Linked DNA regions of Gasterosteus aculeatus: region 2 is linked to region 1. Evidence: chromatin contacts called from public Hi-C data. All regions are on one chromosome and are shown on one strand. Each heading gives the region's core, a stretch centred on a gene start, on an enhancer-like site or on the middle of the called end of the contact. The rest is flanking DNA. Distances are from core to core; before and after follow the strand shown.

Region 1 (3,490 bases), core at 444-2,943:
ACAAACATCTTAATGCACTTCATTCTAGAAACTGAAAAAAATAATAATGTGAAAAGAGAATCATTTAAATTCTCTGAAAATATATATATTTTTGGTTTGCTCTCTGTTCAGGCTGCTTTGAGCCTTCAGAATATGAATCATCTTCTTGGAACTATTGTTTATCGTTGTTACTGACTTGATCCAAAATGTGAATTTTGTTTGACAAATCAAATGTTATCACCTTAATATGGTAATTTTCTCTTCCACTCAAAAGAAAATCTAATTGAAGATTATTAAAGGAGCCAAATCGAACACTGGCATTGTCGACTGGACAAACCACATATTGGGAGCTTCAATGTGGATGAATTTGTGGCGTTGCACTGCCCCCCAGTGGTGAAGAAATGTAACCCAATTACAATGAGTGCTGTACTGTGATATATTGTCTTATGTCTTATCCTGTGTCATGCTGATAGGGATCTTTTGACTTTCTTTAAAATGTATTTTGTCCCAAGAAATGTCCACAAATTTAACGAACCTAAAGTTACAAGTTTAATATTTAGTGTTTTATTTATTCATTCTAAGAGGAATTGTGGAGTTTGAAACCTAGCCTGTAATCGCACTACTTTGTGATGAACCGATTGTTTCATTCATTTATTATGCTAAATGTGATGGAAACACATGAAGTAGCAACGCGTTACGCCTTTAAATTTGAGTTTTTCTCAATTGCTTAAGCACGATTTTGATGGTTTTGTTTTGTTTTTCATACAATCAGCACACCCACAAACTCTACACCTTAGATCCTTTGCAAAATGAAACACTCTTAAAAACTATACATTCATTTATCAAAACCATATTTTGTTACCATATGACGAACACACGTTGCATATGACTTCATTCTGTTTGTACCAGTTACACACTGCTGTTGAAAACACTTTTAGCAAAGCGAGTAGTGCAGGTGAAGCACAAGGAGAAAGTGCAAAACATCGCCTACATTTGCACCTTAATAAGCACAATGTCTACTCGCATCTTTTGCAAAACAATACACCCGGTGATTTACAAAAAGACACTCGTATACACTATTGACACTACACAGGACCAATGCAGCAGAGTGATGAAAATATTTGTCTCCATATACTCAAATTAGTCAAGATGTCAACGTGGAGATTCACAACAAGAAGCGAGTTCCTGTTTATATGCATTAGACAAACATACATTTGTATCCAGTACAAAAAAGAAATCTAAATCTAAAAAAAGCTGAAAATACAGAAGAGAAAATGCTACACGTTGTCTCTTCGTCCAGCTCAATCTGGCCTCCTCTCACCCCCACTTCTCAATTGACGGCTGCGTTTAAGCAATTGGCACATGGGTGTGAGGAAGTGACAGCTTGCTACACTTCTATGTGTAATGTATAGAACTGTGTTCAGGGTTTTGCAAATCACTGTGTATTGTTTTGGCTGACATTGTGCTTACAGTGGTGCAAGTCTGGGCCGAGGTTTTGCTCCTTGAGTGTACGGTTTGGACAAATGTCTAAAACTTTTGATTTTAGGGTATTTTCAATCGTAAAAAAACTGTAAACATGATAGGATCATGTTTTCTCTTATGACACAGGATGCATGTGTGATTGTAAAGTCAGAAGGAAAGACCTATTAGGTGTAAATTACTATATGTGATCATGTTATTATGTTCTTATGCGATGGCCTCTCTCTGTTACAGAACTGGGCCCCTGCAGGCTGTGAGAAGTTGGGAAAGTGTCTCAAAGTGCCCAAATCTGAGCCCTGGAAGTGTGACTGGCCACACTGAGACATCAGGAAGCGAAACCTCAAGATGTGCCTTTCTATAGAAAAACAAAGTTAAAAAAAAAGGTTTTTTTTAAAAGGATATGTCTTGACTTGGAAAAGAAGGACATGGAATAGTGATGGCATAACAGCAAAGGCCACACAAGCTCTAACTGCTCTGGGAAAAAACTGCATCAAGAGCGAATGGTTTTAAGTCGGGATTGAAATGAAATGAGGCAAATGTATTTATTGACCAAGCAGTGAATCACACCACACAGGACTTCTGGAATAGTTTCGTATCTTTCTTGCACCCGTATCGCAACACATTTTTTAATAAAAAATATATTTTAATACAATGTATCATGACCATTGTTGGCCTGCGCGTCGTGTCATATTTATTAGTTATGTAGGTCTCGTTTGGCCTTTTTTTCGGTAGGTGTGCCAAGCAGCTGCTGTTGTGCAAATGATGTGCGGATTCCTGCACACAGTCGCTTTCGACAGCTGAAAGGAGCTCGCTTGTTTCAGGAAACAGAGTGAGCTTCCCGCCCTCTCTGAATCTGAACTCTCGTGTGAGAGGACCGAATAGCAAGCATGGAGGTGGACACTGCGTTTGTCAAATCCAAGAGGGGGATCCTGAAAGTAGCAGAGATGGTGAGACGCGTTAACACACCTCCCACCGTTTGAACAGGTTTTAGTTTCCAGCGGACGCAGTCAAAGAGCTAAGCTGCTAAGCTGCACATCAGAATGAGAACCAGTACGTGAGGAAATATCAAAGTCAGAACTTACATCATTCTTATCCCATTGTTGATTTAACGGCTAGTTTATTGATATTTGTGACTCATATTTGCATACAGAGACTTATTAAAAGGTTGAAAGAGCGAGCAGATAAATAAAGGCGGTGCAGCAACATGAGACTCACTTCCTCTTTTGCATGGAGGAAGGAACGAGTGACTCGGAAGAACTGATGTGCTCGTCTGGGCCTGCAGGTTTCATGATGTCACAGATTTTTAATATTTTTAATATTTAAATGCATACGGCTTTAGAATATATAGATATCTGTATATATTCATTTTGTGTGTCCTCAGGGGACTCTGCTCGTGGCCTTTGTGTGTTTCGCAGCAGCATCCAGACCAAAGTTCATTACAGCCACAGTTTTGGAGTTTGTGATCACTTCATTGCTGTTGTTGCTGTACATGTTCAAACTCAACAAAAGGCTGACCTTCTTCTTCTGGCCTCTCATCGTGGGTGACATCTTAAAACCACACACAAGTTTCAGCATATTGTACATGTTTCGTTTTTGAGTTTTTTTGTTCTGTTCTTCTCCTCAGGATGCTTTTAATTCAGCTTTTGCAGCAGTCTACTTCATTGTCTTAAGCATACTGGCTGTGACTACATACACAGTCACAGGCACGCTGGTTGGAGGGGTGAGAAATCATTCATCTATAATTTTTTACGTGTGTGAAGTATGGATATATTTTTAAAGGCGTTCTTTATCTGCAGGTCGTTGGTTTCCTCTCGGCGGTGCTGCTGTGTGTGGACTTCTACGTGCTTTTCCAGAACATCACATTTAACAAACCGAGAAGCGAGAATCAGAGTAATGAAAAGCCGTGAATGCATTAATAACATGACATGTATACACTGAATTCACTTGTATGTCTCAACGCTTGTGTCCGTTTTCACCACATCATAATTTCAGTTTTTGTAATTGATAATGCGAATTGTTTTTTGAAAAATGT
Region 2 (3,310 bases), core at 227-2,726, 150 kb before region 1:
GTGCAGTCCTTTATAGCAGCGTAGGCAATGTTTCATCACTTGTGGCCATTTCCGTAGCGTTCACAAAGTCGACGGTGCACCTGTGCTCTAACTTCTACTCTCGGGTCAAAGGTTAAACTAAATCGAACCGAATACAAGATTGTGAGGTAAACACAGAAAACACACAAAATCAACACATTTAGTTTGTTTCAGTCAAAAGCCTCATTGAAGAGATGGTTGTTACCTGACAAAGCAGAGCAGCCATCGCGCACGCCAGCAGCACGCGTCCCGCCATCCTCCGCACTCAGAAGCTCAGTGGGAACACACCTCTGACCACAGAGCGATCGGGGGGCTCCTCCACTGCGCACCGGGCTCCGGGGCGGCTCTACTGGGCGAAAAAAAGGCCAAACCCTCCAAACCCTGAGACCTTCCCCCGTCTTTCCTTCTCTCGATCCTCTCGCTGCCTCGCTCGCCCTCTGCTCTCTCACAGCTCCTCCCTGTCACAGCCGTGGGGTAAGAGGGTTAGAATTTTAAGCGTTAGCCCTCCCGTGTACCCCAGCACATGTGCTGTCACTCACGGGCCGTTGAGAGAAAGAGGGGGAGAGAGGGGGGGGGGATGAAGAGAGAAGCAGGGCAGCTGTTAGTGTTTTAAATGGCGTAGACAGAAACACTGTCTACAACATTTAAAACACTTCACAAAACAATTGTGCTTTACAGAAAGGTTAAAAGAAAGAAAGCAAAGAGAATTTATAAAATACAAACACATACAAGGTAGAAGTTATATAATCAGAAACAGGCTCACAATGATCAAGAAAAGCCAAAATGGGAAGAAACAAAAGCTGAAAACAAAATACGTTGTATGTGTATTTTTTGTACTCACTTCAAACAATGAATGGATTTAAAAAGTATCTGTTTCTCGACTCATTGATCGCTGCTGAAACGATTGAAACATTTTGTTTACAACCCCCACCGCACTCCACAACATCTCGCTTAAAGCCTTAAGTTCATCGCTTGCTTTCTTCTTCAATCCTTCTTGCGGGGAAGTCGTGACCTCGCCGTCGGGTCCCCTCACGCATTCAGAACATTCAGCCAGAACTCTTTGATCTCCTGCTATTTTGAACCCTCGCGTCAAAGCAGACGATGGAGATCTATGGTGCTCAACGGGTGATGTCGAAGCAGAGATGAAAGTGGATGTGGAGTTTTGGTGGAACTCCGCCGTAGTAACTACAGGGAGGTGTGTCTACAGTGAGACAGTTGCTTTACTTTACAGGTGGGAAAGCAAGCTGCACGAAAGGTGCGTTTGGCATCACGAGACGGTCGGATCTCCGAAGCGCTACTTTTGACGCCCCATCAGCAAGTCTTCCCCTGAGGTCAAAGGTCGATACCGAGTAAACAATTTTGAACCACACTGGCGACCGTCTCACCGCGGCAACGCTCCTCTGCTTGTCGCACAGATGGCGAGGACCGACATTAGGAATTAGGAACAAACGAGGAATCAACCACACATACAAAACACTGTGAGCTATGAATGCACAAGGTACGGTCTAGAAACGCTCACGTTACAAAGTAGAGCGGGGAAATCACGCGGTGCATTGGCGTGCTGACTGTGCTGACTGTGCTGAGTGGGTGTCGGCATGCGTCGCCATGAGTGTGTGTGTTCTGGTATAAAGGGATGATTTTACAGCACCTGTCTCTGTCATTTGAGGCAGAGCCAGTTGGCAGGAAAGGCCCTGATGTTTCTCTTCCATCACCACACACACACACACACACACACACACACACACACACACACACACACACACGGCAGGCTCACATGCAGTGCAGAAAAGGGTGTAACATGCCCATAGGTGAGTCTTTCTATAAAATGGATTCATGTGTATGTGTATTATGAATAAAACTAGTGATAATCCTTAAACAATAGTCAGTGTGCAGAGACAGAGACACACGCAGCTCTCTGCTGCCCACTGCTGGCAGAAACAACAACTCACACCAACTCAAAAAGATCCGCTCATCAAATAGACGAGAGTCTGATATTCTGAGCTTTCCATCGCTTCATACTTGAATCAAATACAAGTTAATTGCTTTTCATCCACTTGGGAGCAGCAGAACAAGTTGTACATGTAAACACGGCTTCAGTGGTGGAATGTCACTCAAGTACTGCACCTAAGCACATTTTGGAGGCCCTTGTACTTATTTAATACAAACAGGTTCTGCATTATTATTCAGTGTCCGTAGGTAATGGGACACGATATGTGGTAGCTGAAGCACTCTGCAGCTAAACAGCAGAAGAGGAGATTGAGATGAAATGTCAGTTTAAGATTTTAGAGGCATAACATGGTAGCGTATTAAAATAAAACACATAAACAATGACTTGTTACAACTTGGAGTTATGCATACATTTACTTTTCATACTCAAAGTACATTTTTCTTCTGCTTCTGTTAATTTACTTATCTTAGTTTTAATATTTTTTTGTGTTGTCTTGTTAGATTGGTATTCTACAATGCCTGGAACTCTAGGTCGTCTAGATGTTTAGGTGTATTTGCTTTCCCATAATGCAACTGGCTCATTTAATGACACTGCAGTTCAAGTCATGAAGAAAAGACCTAATCAAGTTAGTGAGAGAGTTCTCCGCCATGATAGTCAACAATTCAAAGTATTTAATGGTTCGGGCAATATGACTGCATATTGATGGGTGTTTCAAACTACTCATGAACTTATGAGAAAAGTCCCTGTTCGTTACACGCAAAGGAAGACGACATTCAAAATGTGAACGCATGAACTTCACCATATTGTCAATTACAGAGGACGATCAGAACCAGCCGACCAGAGACGAAATTACTTCACAAGTTTCAAAGGCCTGTTGGCTCAGGGTCCCACTGAGGCGATAATAGTGGAGAAGACCTGCGGGGCTCTTCAAGCCCTCGTTGGATCACCAGACACAATATCACTCTGAACAAACAGGTGGCTCGAATCCCCACTGGTTCGGAAATAGGGAACCCGAGCTCGCTGTCGGGCTCAGCAGGGAGAGAGTAAGAGAATTAACAATGTTCCAGGGGGGCAGAGGAAACCTGTACTTGGTTTTCACACTAAATCACTGGAACCAATTACAGGTAGAGGGAACCATTTCGAATTTGACTATTTTTAGACATTGTGTGGAGCTAATCTGCTTTAATACCTAAATATTATTGATGATTATTTTAACAGCGGCTTAATGTGGCAAACATTTTGCAGTACACATCTCCTTAAGGTTGCTTCACCTTGTGGGTAATTCTACCATATCTTGGGTTGAAAAGTCGTGTTCTTCTTATAGAACTAAATTTAGAAATAAAT

Evidence for each region. A called contact is a pair of places that touch in the nucleus more often than the background predicts.
Region 2: a Hi-C map of skeletal muscle shows a contact between it and region 1, with 3 times the contacts expected there. The contact joins the promoter of cdh15 here to the promoter of cklf in region 1. A contact is called at or near these places in 2 of 6 Hi-C or Micro-C datasets (both in skeletal muscle).

What each region holds. Positions count from the first base shown.
Region 1 is chr12:9,801,575-9,805,064 of fGasAcu3.hap1.1, reverse strand. cklf (chemokine like factor) reads left to right here and starts at 1,693. Exons shown (of 4, transcript XM_040160556.2): 1 at 1,693-2,405; 2 at 2,840-2,995; 3 at 3,083-3,178; 4 at 3,255-3,490. The coding sequence starts at 2,346. The coding sequence ends at 3,365. galns (galactosamine (N-acetyl)-6-sulfatase) reads left to right here. Exons shown (of 14, transcript XM_040160469.2): 14 at 1,693-2,110. The coding sequence ends at 1,779.
Region 2 is chr12:9,956,526-9,959,835 of fGasAcu3.hap1.1, reverse strand. cdh15 (cadherin 15, type 1, M-cadherin (myotubule)) reads right to left here and starts at 1,476. Exons shown (of 15, transcript XM_078085119.1): 1 at 860-1,476; 2 at 224-476. The coding sequence starts at 274.